Linked DNA regions of Sus scrofa: region 2 is linked to region 1. The links are chromatin contacts, called in public Hi-C maps. All regions are on one chromosome and are shown on one strand. The core of a region is the stretch at or near the end of the contact, and the rest is flanking DNA. Distances in the headings are between cores, read along the strand shown.

Evidence for each region. A called contact is a pair of places that touch in the nucleus more often than the background predicts.
Region 2: a Hi-C map of epiblast stem cells shows a contact between it and region 1, with 2.1 times the contacts expected there. The contact joins the promoter of LOC110257580 here to the promoter of TSPAN33 in region 1. A contact is called at or near these places in 1 of 5 promoter capture datasets (liver) and 1 of 47 Hi-C or Micro-C datasets (epiblast stem cells).

What each region holds. Positions count from the first base shown.
Region 1 is chr18:19,509,419-19,516,994 of Sscrofa11.1, reverse strand. It overlaps TSPAN33 (tetraspanin-33), which reads left to right and starts at 2,634. Exons shown (of 8, transcript XM_003134681.4): 1 at 2,634-2,984. The coding sequence starts at 2,883.
Region 2 is chr18:19,738,760-19,746,335 of Sscrofa11.1, reverse strand. It overlaps LOC110257580 (collagen alpha-1(I) chain-like), which reads right to left and starts at 3,661. Exons shown (of 9, transcript XR_002340383.1): 1 at 3,118-3,661; 2 at 1,583-1,912; 3 at 1,351-1,509; 4 at 537-604; 5 at 52-158. KCP (kielin/chordin-like protein) reads right to left here. Exons shown (of 43, transcript XM_013990798.1): 41 at 5,982-6,146; 42 at 5,232-5,538; 43 at 4,695-5,112. The coding sequence ends at 4,844.

The DNA of each region.
Region 1 (7,576 bases), core at 1,385-3,884:
GCTAAAGAGAATTTTCCCTTCATTCTAAGGTCCCTTAAGGCTCCCATAACCTTCTGACTTCTAGTTAAAGGGTCCGCAGTCCTCACCCTCAGTTTCCATTCCACCCTCCATCCCGTCCTTGATCCCTTGTGCCCTGCCTTCCTCTTCCTGTCTGCACTAAAACTGGTCTCTGGATGATCATCTGATGGAAACATTCAGCAGCTTGTCTTTTTCTCAGTCCTCACCCTCATCCCGCTAACATCTGAAAATGGGTGCCCACCCTTTGCTTACCCATTCACTCCTTAACCTCTTATAAAACGGCTTCTCCCCACCCCACCCACTTCATACTCAATTTCCAAGTGGTCACCTTAAGCTGTTAATGGCCAAACTCCCAGTAACCCGGCCTTGGCTCACTTCTTAGACTCCCCCAAACCCTGGCGCTGCTATCCCCCTTACCTCCCAGCATAGCCAAGCCTTAGAGTTTCTATCTTCCCAGATTCTATCTTCACTTCTATCTCTTCCCATCAGATCTGTCCATTTCTCCTAAATATCTTAATGTCTGATTATCTAGGCTATTAATAATGATCTTCTCTCTTCTTCTTCTTCTTCTTTTTTCTGGCTGCGCCCGTAGCATGCAAAATTTCCCAGCCAGGGATCGAACCCGCACAACGGCAGTGACAAACCAGGGAACTCCTGAACAGTGATCTTCCAACAAATCTTCCTCTCAGTCTCTTTCTCACTCTTACTGAAAAAAAAGCAGGTCTGACATTATTCCTTTCTTCCAAATTTAATTGGTTTCCAAATCAATTAGATGCTAACTCCCCAATCTGATATTCAAGTCCCTCCATGATTTTAAGTCAATTCAGCATAGACTGGCGTCAATCAGCATTACCTTCCACTGCCATACTGAGCATCACCTATGCTCAAGGCAAACCGGTCTGCTTATTTTTCAGTAAACACACAGTGTGCTTTTGCAGCTCCAGGCTCTGGTTCACCTTTGGTTCACCTGGATTACTTTTCTCCTTCGTCTCTGCTATTCTAAATATTATCCTCCTCCAATTTCACTGGCCATGCTATCTTCACCAACTCTCCACTAAATATGTTATAGTTATTTGTGCAATTACCATATTTCCTGACAGGATTCTAAATTCTGTTCAAACAAAATATTGCATTTGGTGAGCCCTTCTATATGCCAAACTATGCTAAGTGATTTGTGTGCATTATCTCATTTAATCCTCACGTCAATGTTATTAGGCCAGCACCTTCCCTAGGTAACATGAAAGAAAATAAGACTCAGGGAGATTAAGAAGTTGGCCCAAGTCATACAACTGATGAGGCTGAAATAATTGTTTTACTCTGTTCAGACTGTTATAAAGAAACTGCTATGAACTGAGTGGCTTATAAACAACAGAAATATATTTCTCACAGTTCTGGAGGCTAGAAAGTCCAAGATCTAGACACCCACAGATTCAATTTCTGGTGAGAGCCTACTTCCTGATTCCTAGGCAGCTGTCTTCTCGCTGTGTCCTAACCTGGCAGAGAGGGTTAGGGAGCGCTCTAGGGTCTCTTTTACAAAGGCACTAATCCCATTCATGAAAGCTCCATTTCTTGTGACCTAAGCAAAACCACCCCCCCACCCCCACCCCAGGCCCCATCTTTAATACCATAACCTTGGGAGGCAAGATTTCAACATCTGAGTTTGGGTTGGGGGTGGTGATACAAACAGTCTTCAGCATTCGTGTTTGTGTTACTTATGGTAGCCAGGCAGGGTCCACCACCTACATTTCACTCAACCTGTGCGTGCCAGATCACCGTGTTTAAAACCGGTGTAGACCAAGACACCAAGACTTAAATAGGGAGGTGAGGATTGAAACGGTGATGAATTAGGATGGTAGCATTGTTGGTGATGTTTCCAAATTTCCACCATTGGGTTATAGAGTTTTTGAAATAAGCATTTAAAATATGCAGTTACTGGAGTTCCCTTGTGGTGCAGCAGGTTAAGGATGCAGTGTTATCACTGCAGTGGCTCTGGTAGCTGCTGTGGTACGGGTTCAACTCCTGGCCTGGGAACTTCCACATGCCAGCTGGTGCGGCAAAACAAAACAAAACAAAACAAAAAAACCCCACATATACATAAATATATATACATAAATACGTATATATCTAGTTACTAAACAGGACTGCAGCTACTCTTAAATATTCTCAATTGCTATATGTAGGTTCGTTTTGTCTCTGATTTTATTGTCATCCCCCTCAACCCCGGATTCTTGTGTCCCACAGTTTTCAGCGCATTGCTCAACATATGGTCTACGTACTTGTTGATTTTAGTGTATGTGTGTTTGCATATGGTGCACAGCAACTGCGTAGAGGAGTGGGTGTGTGATGCAGCGTGCATTCCTTCTGATCCTTTTTCCCTTGAATAGCTGCAGCCTGGATGTTTTCTTCTTGAGGGTGGAGGCAGAATCACTGACCCTTTAACAAGTTGTCCCTCGCAGAACAGGTGTCTCCCCCGCCTTTCAGAAAAGAGGGATGGTTGGACACTAAGTGACACCAGAGGCTGGCCAATGAGAAGTCGGGTTTTGGCAGACCAACCAATGGGCGGCCTGGGGCGGGCCCGGTTTCCTGGGAGCCCGGCGGGCCGGGCTGGTCCTCTGGCCGCAGCGGAGTCTCAGCCGCTCACGCTGCCCGCGGTGGCTCCCGCGACTCCCGGCGGCTCCAGTGGCGGCGCCGTTCCTCAGCCCGCGCTTCTTCCGGACGCACGGCGCGGGCACCTCCCGCCGCGCCGCAGCTTCGCCGCCGCTCGGGCTCCAGCGGTGGCGCGGCTCATGCCTCCCGGCGCGGAGCGCTCAGGTGGGCCGGCCGCCGCGGGGAGATAGGCCCCCGGGGGCGGCGGCGGCTGGACCATGGCCCGGAGACCCCGGGCGCCGGCTGCCTACGGGGAGGACTTCTCCTTCGTCAGCCCGCTGGTGAAATACCTGCTCTTCTTCTTCAACATGCTCTTCTGGGTGAGTCTTGGGGGCTCGTGGGGGCATCTGGGCGGCAGGGCACCCCCTGGAGGGCTGAGTGGGCTGCCCGCGGCTGAGGAGGGTTGTCCCCGGATGCCGGGTTCGAGGCGAGCGTGGTGAGCCGCACTGCCTAGTTTTCCGGGAAGACCGCACTTTGGGGTAATTTATCCTAGGCAGGGACACCACAGTGACGCCTTGTGTGTAGGGGGTGTTGGGGTGGGGGGGGTCTGCAAGGGATTCAGTAAAGACTTATGGGTATTCCATGGGCAGCGGAGGAGGGTCTGTTTTAGGCCAAAAAAAAAAAAAAAAAAAAAAAAAGGTGGGTTTGAGCGGGAGGAGTGGGTTTTCTTGTTGGTCGAAGGCAGACCCACTGATACGTGTTAGCAGTCTTAGTAGTTAAAAATCCCATCGTTGGGGGATTTTTTGGCCTGGGAGGCCCTGATAGCAAAGAAAAGAGGAAGAGGGGGAAACCCAAACCTTCCTTCTCCCTTACCTCAGAGAGAAGGGGTTAAGGGGCTCTCATCTCTTCCTTTTGCAGGCCTCTACCCTCCCTTCCCCCCCGCAAAAGGCGGAAAAAGGACAGGAATGGCCTCCGGGTGTAGATGCCTTTCCCAGCACTGTCTCAAACTTTGCCTCACCTTGCTCGGGACCAGACTCTAGCCCCTGGAGTTTGACAGTCTTCAGATTCTTTAAATAGGACCCTGTGTTTGACTGGAAGGTCAGGGGTCCTTTCAGAATCTTCTGCTTAGGGCTGGAAAAGTGGAAAAAAATGTTGGACTGGGGCTGCCTGGATTTTCATCCCCACTCTGCCATTAATTGTTAACTTGACTAACCTGGGCCATACGCTCACCTCTGTAGGCCTTGGTCTCTCCTCCGTAAAATCAAACGCCACATGATCAAGGATGTCGGAAATACTCTGCTGGAGCTGTGAATGCAGCTGGACCAGATCTTGAAATGCTAGCTCAATCCTGTTTCATGTCTAGAGAATCCCTGAGGCCCTCCGGGTTTGAGAACATAGTGGGACCCACCATACACACCCCGACCCCCACCCCGACCTCCAGATTCCCTGATTTTCTTCCGGCACCAACTACATCAGAGCTGCGGCTCTCGGAGCCCATTACACTTGCCCACCTCTGCCTGAGACCTAAAGTTCAGACTTGCAGGAGGAAGGAGTCTAAAATATATTTCCTAGGAGAGGGTGCAGACTAGGCATCTAAGCAAGTTGCTGGAAAGGTTTCACGGGGGCCATGGTGTGAACACACACCAAGTACCTAAGTGCTAGCCTGTTGGGAAAAATGAGAGAAATCTCAAAGGGTGGTGATGACAGCTCATTCTCAGCCATTGTACTGGGAAGAATGAAGTTTGAACTCCTAACAAATTCTCAGTTTTAGAACTGGAAAAAACATTTTGGGAAGATGTCTTGTCCAGGACCCACATTTTATAAATGAGAAAGCCAAAGCGCAGAGATGTTGTTTCACGCTAGGTCCAACAGATGGTTAGTGGCTTGATCTGGTGGTTTTTCTACTGAGCCACAGTGCCTCTAGGGGGAAGTTCTTGGCCCAGACAGCTGCTACAATAGCTGGTGTTAGCAGTATTAGTAGTTAACTAGTCAACTAGTCCACGGTGTAGGCTCTATTTCAGCTGGAGGTCAGGGAAGAACTGAAGAAAATCTTGCCACCACTCTGCCAGGCTGGGGAATGTCCTAAGGGGAACCCCCACTTAGGGGCAGGTCCTGGAGAACCCTCCTACTTGCTCACTGTCTGTTCCAGGCCAATGACGTGCCATCCTCAGAGCCAGCACTAGCATCCCAGAGATCTCAGCTCTTCATGCTGACTCTCTCTGTCAGCTAAAACTTTGCATCTCCTTTGGAGGCTTTGGCGCTTCACCTTAATCTGTGGTCCCTGGTGATAACAGCTGGATGCATCTGTTACACTTGCATTCATGGTCATTTTCTTGGACTTCCCCACTCCATCCCACCAGCCTTTCACCGGATAAATGACTTTGGGACATCATAGCCAGGGAGAAAGTTTGGCTCCATAGACCCATTTATCTTGGTACGAATGCTTCCTTCAAGGTCAGAGGACCTGGCCAACCAAGCTGGCACCACCTCAAATTAGAGAAGAGCCCCTTCTTGGTCCTACTTTAGACTTATAAAAAGTCAGAGGCTCTAGAAATAGCACACCGAAGGACAAGAGGCCCAGTTTCTTTCTGGCACCAACTTAACTGTGTGACCCTAAGCCAATATATCTGTCTCTCTGTCCTTAATCTTTCTCCTCTAAAGGAGAATTTTTTCTGCCTCTGTGAACTATTTAAAGATGAATGCATCACTTTGGGGACAGTTTTCTTTCTTCAAGACCTGGGGCTGGATCTAAAGATGCATTTCTCTTGTGTCCCAGTATCCTTGGGACATTGACCTTCCCAGGGGACAGTACTTTTTCAGCATTACTGAATGTCACTTCTCTCCCAGGTCCAGAGCCACAGAGTCCATTCCACATAAGTCCAGCCAGAGATGAAGAGCTGTTTCCCCAAATCAGGGGTCATCTTTCTTCCCATCCCCTCTTTAGGGACTGGTTACTGTGGTTTCTTTTTTGCAGGCTTCCACCATCCTAATCAAACTCCCCCTTTCCAGAAGGCACCCGTGGTTGGGACTGTAGGCCCACTTCTTTTCTGAGCAGAGTGCATCTTCTGGCCAGCTGCCGGGGGACTGTGTATGGATGGTGTTTGTGTCTGGGCCTGGGTCACATCAGGAAGGTGGCCAACATCGTCTGGGCTCATACGCTATGGTGGCAGGGGGACAGTGGTGGCAGGGATGTCAGTGGCTATCCCTCTTCCTACTCTAGGGGCCCTGATCCTTGGGGCATCCGGAGTCTGACACAGAAAGCTTCTGGTTCCTTTGGGACAAGGACCAATTCTTCCTGTTCGTGTTTCAATTTTCACTTCCGTTTTTGCCCAGAAGTTCTGATTTTCTCCCCAGAATTATGCTACCGGGTTACTAGATCCCATGGCTTAGAGATTTGCCCCAAGATCACAAAAGTTGTATTTTAGTCTTTCAGTTAAGAAGTAGCTGACTTTCCTTATCTCTCTGTATTCTGTTCCCTGTGCAGAAGGAAGGCAGTGGACTGGTACATGCTTTATCAGTCTTGGGCATGCCAACCCCCCAGCACACACTCCCCCCCATCTAAATGTGCTAGGAGGCAGCGCCCATTTCTGCCCCTGTTTTTCCCCTCCTTTCCCCATAGACGAGATGGCTGCAATAAATGAATTATCACATTATTTTTATAAAAACCCCACCACCACCACCAAGAATGAAAACAAGAACCACACTCTTTGCTGTCAAGTCACATGTATGCCTTTTTAACTCCTCAGATAGCTCTGCATCTGTACCGAGTAGAAAAACATAAACTTCAAGCAGACTTTGAAAAGAATAAGGGAGAGTTCCTGTCGTGGCTCAGTGGTTAACAAATCTGAGGTTGCAGGTTCGATCCCTGGCCTCGCTCAGGGGGTTAAGGATCTGGCGTTGCTGTGAACTGTGGTATAGGTTACAGACGCGGCTCGGATCCTGTGTGGCTGTGGCTGTGGCAGACAGGCAGCCGTAACTCTGATTCGACCCCTATTCTGGAAACCTTCATATGCCGCGAGTACCGCCCTAAAAAGCAAAAAAAAAAAAAGAATAAGGAAAACATGTAGGTAGCATCTCTCAGAGTCTTGATAGCAGACTCTCTGTCAGGCTAGTAATCCCAGGGCCATGAATTTGAGTGTTTATACTACCATGAGCCCTTGTGTACTTCCCTTCCTCATTTATAATCTTGAAAAACCAAAACCAGCCACAGTCTAAGGAAGGAGCTAAAGGCTTGGCCCAGACATTGGAGGGAAAAGAGCCCTGCGGACTCCACTCCAGCAGGACAGTTCCATCCAATCCAGAGGGAGAAAACTAAGAGCTGGTTTCGCACAGAGTTGCTGCCTCAAAAACCCGGGAACAGTGGTGCCAGGATGACCACAGAAGGACCAGTGTGTGCAGATCCTGGGCAATGAGAGAGGGGGCCCTGCTTTGGGGCCAGTAGGCTGTGATTTCTTTGACTTTACCCAGATCTAAGGATAGAAAGGATCGAGAAACTGGACGTACAGACCCCTTCCTCCCAATGTCCTCTGGGTAGGGACAGTGTTTTGATTTCTGAGCAGAGAATCACTCTACTCTCAGCTGTCCCCGGCCACTCCCTGCAGAAGAAGAGGCAAGCACTCTGACGGATTCCCGTGGTTCTCATAGACTGGACTTCAGAATGTGGAAGACAGACAAGGCGGACTTTCTCTCCAGGGCTGGTGGGCCCTGTGTCGTGATGCTTATCTGTCCCCTCCAGGCTTGGTTCCAGGGACTTCCCTCTGGGCCCTGCTGGGCCCTCCTGCTGCTGTCTTACTTCTCCCTGCCTGAGCCCCACCCAGTTTGGAGATTACCAGCTGCTAGCCCAAGACAACTGCAGGCAGCTCCTTTCCGCATGTCCTCGGATTGCTGTGAGGCAGAGAGGAAAGCAGCCCAGTGGCCGAGGTCATAAGGCTCTGGAGACATGTGGGCCTATGTTCCAGTCCCACTTCAGCCG
Region 2 (7,576 bases), core at 2,412-4,911, 230 kb before region 1:
GCCCCTCCAGCCCAGGGTCTCCTGTTCTGCCAACCCCGCTGGTCAACGTACCTGGTGTGGGCTCTTCTGCAGGCATGCTGGGGCTCTCAGGCCTTGCATCCGTATCACTCCTGGCTTCACCCAGATCCAGGGCTGATGATGGGGCCACTACTTTCCCCCTGCAGGGGTACAAAGACCGCCTCAGATGCACCCCTTGCATCTGGGCTGGGGATGCGGATGGGGGCACAGCTGGTGTGCCAGCCTCTCTGCCCCCAGCAGGCTGCTCAGCGTTCCCACTCTGTCACCCAACCCAACTCAGTACAGGGCAGCCTTCCCCACCCCTGTACCCACCACTGGCTCCCAGGAGCTGGAACACACAGTTACCCTTTCCAGGGGCTCCAGGGGAACACATGGGTACAACTGAGAGGCCCAGGAGGAGCTGGGGGCACTAGGAGGGGTCACTGGGCAGGGCTGTGGAGGGAGACAGGGCCAAGGGTCCAGTGTTGGGTGGCTTTCAGTGGCAACAGGGAGTGGATAAAATTCCCTGGGATACTTACCCCCCCAGGAGCTGATGGCTCTGGCTCAGGGAGTCCTCAGCCTGGGATGATGGGCACTGCCTGGAATTCTGGAAGGGTTGGGGGGTTGCCCAGGTCCATAGGGCACTATCCCCAAGATGAGAGGCAGCTTCTAAGAGCCCCCAGTGACTCCTCCTCCCATCATCTGTGCCCTGTGCGACCACCTCCTCCTCTCCCCCAAGTGAAGGAGCCTACACATGGATCCCTCCTGTCACTCGAGCCTTCAGATGAGACTGCGTCCCCTGCCAAAAGTGCTGGCTGGGCACCTCCTTAGCGATCATCACTAACACTCCTCCCTCTACAGCCGCTAACCTGCCCAAAGGGCCTCAGGCAGTGGGTGGCTGAGCCAGGACTGGGAGACACATCCCAGCGGCCACGGCATCCTCCTTCCTAAAGGGGTGGGCCCAGCCACCAGCCCTGGGCGCCAGAGCCTCTGCCCTCTGGGCCCCGCCAGGCCTGCTTTCCCTCCTTGCTGCAGCCATATCTGACTCTACGTGTCGCTGTGCGGTTGATTTGACCACGAGTTCATTATGGGATGGTAACGGGCCTGAACTGTCCTGCGTGCCAGGTGCCGTGCTAAACCCTTTACGCACAGATGAGTTCAAATCCACCCTGCAGCCCTCTGAGAAAGAGCCATTATCTTCCCCGTTTTGTAGCTGAGGAAACAGGCTTGCAGTCCACAGGGGGTATCGGAGCAGAGATTCGAACTCAGATCCACCTGTCTCCAAAGCCCATACTCCTACTTCTGGACTCCGTGTGTCACTGGGCCCCCGCCCTCAGCCACGCTCCAGCTCACCTCTCTCATCAGCCGCTCAGCGCTTTCCATCCTCCCGCAGAGCTTGCTGCGCTGGCTCCCTGCACCCTGGGCCTGGCCTCTCAGACCGCAGAACTGGGCCCAGGGGGGCCAGAAGAGGCCCAGCCCCGCCCCAGTCAGCAGCTCCAAGTCCCACAGGAGCTGTAGGAAGATAGGGTGCCAGGGTGTCAAGGGTCACCCACGCTACCCTTGCCACCACCACCCCGGCCCCTACCTGCTCCTGGGCCCGCCGCCTCCGCTCCATCTGCAGCAGGGCAGTGGGTAGTTCCAAGCCTGAGCAGCAGGCCTGGCCCTCTTGTACCTGGGGAGGCAAAGTAGAGTCAGACCCCACGGAGACCCTGCCCCTCAGAGACGGAGCCCTGCTGCTCTCACCTGCTGCAGGGCAACCTGGAGCTGGCCCAGGTCTGCGGGGCACCTGAAGAGGTGCTGGTACAGCACCAAGGCCTGCTGGGGGCTGCAAGGGAGCCCTAGGCCCCCGGGTGTAGCTGCCTGCTCCATGGGGTAGGGGGCCAGGGCTGACGTTTCCCCTCCTCTCCTGCTGCTCCTGGAGAGAAAAGGAGGGCCAGGAGCTGGGAACAGAGCAAGGAGGAGCCAGAGGCTCCTGAGATCAATAATGTAGGGCGTCCATAATGCAATAATGACATCTGAGCCAGGGCCTGGGCTTCAGCCAAGTGTCACAGAGACGCTGGCCGACTCTGATGCAGGTGTCTTGGCCACATGGGCGGCAGTGTCAGGTGAAGGCCCTGACAGGGAGAGAGGGGTGTGCCTGTGCTCGCTGGCAGTTCCCAGTGAGCCTTGGCAGTTTTGTTTGTCTTTTTGAGGCTGCACCCGAAGCACATGGAAGTTCCCAGGCTAGGGGTCGAATTGGAGCTCCAGCTGGCAGCCTACACCACAGCCACAGCGATGTGGGATCCAACCATAGCTCAGGCAACACCAGATCCTTAACCCACTTAGCAAAGCCAGGGATCGAATCTGTGTCCTTATGGATACTAGTCAGGCTCTTAATCCAATGAGCCACAATGGGAACTCCCAAGCATATGTTTTATATACACAGGTGAACCTTAAAAAATTCGGGGGTTGGGGGCCCCACCCCAATCAAAAATCCACATGTAGGAGTGGTGCGGCAGAAACGAATCCGACTAGGAACCATGAGGTTGAGGGTTCAATCCCAGGCCTCACTCAGTGGGTTAAGGATCTGGCGTTGCCATGAGCTGTGGTGTAGGTCAAAGACACAGCTCAGATCTGGCGTTGCTGTGGCTGTGGCTGTGGTGTAGAGCAGCAGCTGTAGCTCCGATTCGACCCCTACCCTGGGAACCTCCATATGCCATGGGTGCGGCCCTAAAAAGCAAAAAAAAAAAAAAAAAAAAAAAAAAAATCCGCATACAGCTTATAGTTGGTCCTCCATATCTGAGATTCACCCTACCTCAGATGGTGTTGTACTGCAGTGCTTACTATGAGAAAAGTCCGGGTATAAGCAGACCCGTGCAGTTCAAACCCGTGTTGCTCAAATGTCGACTGTTCCTAAGACGCCCGCTGCTGCGTTGTATCGATGTGCACTACGCCCGATGCAGACAGCAGCTCCCAACAGCTCACGCCCTGCCAGGTCACGAAAGGCTGCATACACCTAATCCTTCCTTGAAGCAACTCTATGAAGTAGGCGGTATCATTTTTGTCCCCATGTTATAGATAAGAAAACTGGGCCCCAAAGACTGCGTTGCCCTAAATAACACGCGCCACCGTCACTCTCACCCAGAGACAGAGAGCCGCGAGCTCCCCCAGCACCGGCTCCAAGCTGTCCATCAGTCACTGCGTGTATTCCCTGCAACACGTGAGACACAACAGAAGAGGGCGCAGTTGGAACGTGTTACGACAAGGGGACGGGCTGGGTATGTGAAGTGTCTGTGATCTTCACATTCCCTGCTGTCATGAGCAGCCTGGCCCGCCTGCCACTTTGTAACCGCTCCATGAAAGGGGCCCCAGCCGAAGCAGGCTGAGCATGCAGGCAGGGGTCTCGGTTCAGCCCACTGCCCTCTCTTCATTCCCTGTTGGAATACCAGGGTCCCCTCCAAAAGACTCAAGTCCCCTGAACCCTCATCTTTTAGTTAAGCTCCCTGAAATACCAAGGTCACATAGCCTTGAAAAGAGATTTTTCTTGGCAAAGAAATAGATGGTTTTTCTATTTCAAAACCCACGTGCTTCCCACTCTAAGGATATCTTCGAGGAAGTTCCCACTGTGGTGCAGTGGGTTACAAACCCGACTAGTATCCATGAGGTTGAGGTTCCATCCCTGGCCTCGCTCAGTGGGTTAAGGATCCAGCATTGCCGTGAGCTGTGTGTGGTGTAGGTCACAGACGCGGCTCGGTTCCCGCATTGCTGTGGCTGTGGCGTAGGCCAGCAGCTATAGCTCCGATTCCACCCCTAGCCTGGGAACCTCCATGTGCCACGGGTGCAGCCCTAAAAAAGACCAAAAAAGAGAGTTCCTGTTGTGGCGCAGGGAAACGAATCCAACTAGTGTCCATGAGGATGGGGGTTCAATCCCTGGCCTTGCTCAGTGGGTTAAGGATCTGGCATTGCTGTGACCTGTGGTGTAGGTCACAGATGTGGCTCGGATCCCATGTTGCTGTGGCTGTGGCTGTGGCTGGCAGCCATAGCTCCAATTCAACCCCTAGCCTGGGAACCTCCATATGCCACAGGTGCAGCCCTAAAAAAGGAAAAGAAAAAAGAAAAAAAAGAGCATGTCTTTGAAAGCTGCATGTGTGTCCCCTGCCCACATGTCCACCAAGGGAGCTGCAAAACACAACCGGCACATGCATGTGTTTATCTGGGTTTATGAACGTGTGTGTGTGTGTGTGTGTGTGTGTGTGTTTCATCACATGTGTCTATATTTCACCATAGACACACTGTCTCTCCCGTTTCCCATCCCAGGTGTGGGGTCTCTGTGTCTCCAGCTCTTAAAGTGGCCCAGGAGGTGCCGGAGCACCCAGCAGCCCCCAGACCAAGAGGAAAGGGGAGGGTATGTGGGGACAGAGCCCCTTCCCCACACAGCTCAGCCCTTGCATGGTTCCCCCTGGATCCACAGAGGGCCCCACAACCCTCTACGTATAAACGCAGGGCTGGGACCAGGACACTGGGTCCTCCTGCTGCTCACTGCAGGACTTCCCAGGCAGCCCTGGGATACAGGTGCGGAAAGTGAGTGAGGTCCAGTCTGAGCCACCACCCTGCCACCATCCTGCCTCTGGGGACACTCACCTCTGGACCCCATGTTCCAAGCAGCCCCCACCCCCACCCAAACCCCCACACCGGGAGGAAACACACAAACACACAAGGAAATCTCAGGGCAGGCCCTCATTTACTGCTTCTGACTCAACATGGCCAGGGTCTCTGTGGGACCCCTCCCCAGTGCCCAGGCAGGGTGACAGCTGCTCTTGGAGGTAAGACTTCTGGCCTGATGCGTCCTGGTCAGTGTTGTCTTGGCTCAGGGTGGCCCCTGGGGCTCCCGGCTGGGGCTGGGTAGAGTGCTGGGTAGCTGGTCCCCAGTGAGGAGGACTTGGGGGCAGGCCTCCGGTGGGATGCAGTGGGCCTCGTGCTCCACCAGGCCCGCAGGGCACTGGCAGCCAGGCACGCAGGGCCTCACGCAGTGTGCCGCCAGCTCCCCCAGGGGCACGTGCTGGTTGAAGCAGGTGCGGGGACAAGGCGGGCCACACTCATCGAACATGAAGCCACGGTCCAGGGGGCAGCCCACCACTGCAGGCGGAGGGCAAGGCATGGTCACTGTTCCAGTCCCCAGGCTCACCCCATGTGACCCTCCCTGTACCTACCCTGGGCCATCCCTTCCCCAACTTGCACTGGGCATATCCCCTCACCACAGAGCGTGGGGCCCCGCCAGGCAGGCGTCACCCCTGCTTGGCGACAGTGGCTGGCATACGCTTCCAGGACATCACAGAGGCAGGTGTCAGCCGCGGAGCCAAGGCCACAGGCACAGAGGTCATACACGCAGGCGGCGAAGAAGGGCTCCGGTGGCACCACAGCGTGGCAGCGACTGAACGTGGAGGACTTGAGCACCCCACACCGGGCATTGGCCTCCCGCCTGGCACGGTACCCTGCTGCCCGGCACGGATCCACTTCTCGGCCCTTGGAACAGGGCCGACCAGGTCCGGGCCCCTCTGGGACCTAAGTGGAGAGAGCAACCCTGACATAACAGCACCCGCTGGCAGCTGACCTTTGTGTGCTGTGCCTTCAAAGCAGTTTTCACAAAATGCATTTGTTTTAGCCTCAAAAACCTCTCACAAGAATGACAAAGGAAGCATCAGCACCTTTTCCTTTGTGCCCATTTTACAGATGGACAATGTAAGGCCCAGAGCAGCAAAGTGACTTGTCCAAGATCAGACAGCCAGTGAGTGGCAAAGCAGGGTTGGGGATTCAGATGATGAGATCCCTTTCAACAGGCCATCCTGCCTCCTCCAGCACCATGACAGGTGAGAAGCCCCCAAACCTCCCTGAAAGGCCCCAAGCCCATCTTGTGTCCAACCCTTCTTTCCATAGCAGAGAGAGGGCAGTTCTGAGACTCATACTCAACTGAGCCTCCCCAGCCCCCCAACTCCTGTGCCACTCACCTGCCAGCTATTCCCGAAGGCAGCCTCAGTGGACAGGAGCATCCCCTCAGGGCCGCGCAGATCATCCTGGGCAAAGCCATTGAAGTTGCCACAGAGCCCACAAACCTGGCCCCGGTAGGAGCCGGGCACTCTCACCTCCACCTGGGACTGCCCATCCCACAGCACCTGCACAGAGAGGCTGGGAGTGGCGAGTGGGGAAATGCAGGGCCCGCTCGAAGCCCAGGGCCACGATGAGATCCTGCTGTACTGCGCTGGGGACTAGGTCTAGTCACTTGTGATGGGACATGATGGAGAAGGATGTGAGAAAATGTGTGTATATGTGTATATATATCTATATGACTGGGTCACTTTGCTGTACAGCAGAAATTGACAGAACATTGTAAATCAACTATAATAGAAAAAATAAAAATCTAAAAAAAAAAAACCAAAACAAAAGCCCAGGGCCTATCCTGCCTGGCTGTAGGCACTGAGTCAGCGCGCCCCCTGCTGTAGGGGAGGAGAATGGACAGATGGAGGCACTTTCTGGAAGGGAGGCTGTGCAGGCCAAGGTCAGGCAAGGCACCTGCTGTGTCAGTCCTGGGCAAACATAGAAGATGCCAAGAGCTACCCACAGCTCTCTCAGGAGGGGACCTTCTCCCGTCACCATTCCTGAACTGTGCCCCCAAAGCCTAATTAGTCTGTATCATAAGTTTTGTATCATAAGTTTTTGTGTACGTGTGTGCATGTTTAGGGCCGCATCTACACAATATGGAAGTTCCCAGGCTAGGCGTCAAATCGGAGCTGCAAATGCCAGCCTAAGCCATAGCCACAGCAATGCAGGATCCAAGCCAAGTCTGCAACCTACACCACAGCTCACAGCAATGCTGGATCCTTAACCCACTAAGGCCAGGGATTGAACCCAAATTCTCATGGATACTAGTCATATTCACTTCCACTGAGCCACAAGGGGACCTCCTGGAGTCTGTGTCATAAGTTTAGACAAGTCTTATTTTATAAATTTACAAATGTGCTTGTTGCTGGAGGCAGGGGAGTGAATTACTCTTCGACATGCGAACTGGAAGGAATCCCTGAAACCACCTAAGAGACCTTAGTTGACACCTTCCCTCAACTAACCCTTTCCCCATTTGACAGACAGGAAAGCTGAGGCCCAGAGAGGACTGGCCTAAGGTAATGGCTTAAGAACCCTGGTGTGGAATTCCCATCGCGGCTCAGTGGTTAACGAATCTGACTAGCATCCATGAGAATGCAGGTTCAAACCCGGCCTCGCTCTGTGGGGTACAGGATCTGGCATTGCCGTGAGCTGCCACAGATGAGGCTCAGATCCTGCATTGCTATGGCTATGGCTATGGTGTAGGCCAGCAGCTACAGCTCCAATTTGACCCCTATCCTGGGAACTTATATATGCCACTGGTGTGCCCCCCCCCCAAAAAAAAAGAGAAAGAGAGAGAGAGTACCCTGGTGTTTTGTGACTGAGTCAAGATTAGAAACCAGGCTCAGAACTCCTTTCATTGCACCTGGAGGTGTCTAACCCTGATTGCTCCCCTCCCCTCCGAATCCAGCAGAACGAAATCACCTCCTTGGCCTCATACGGCCTG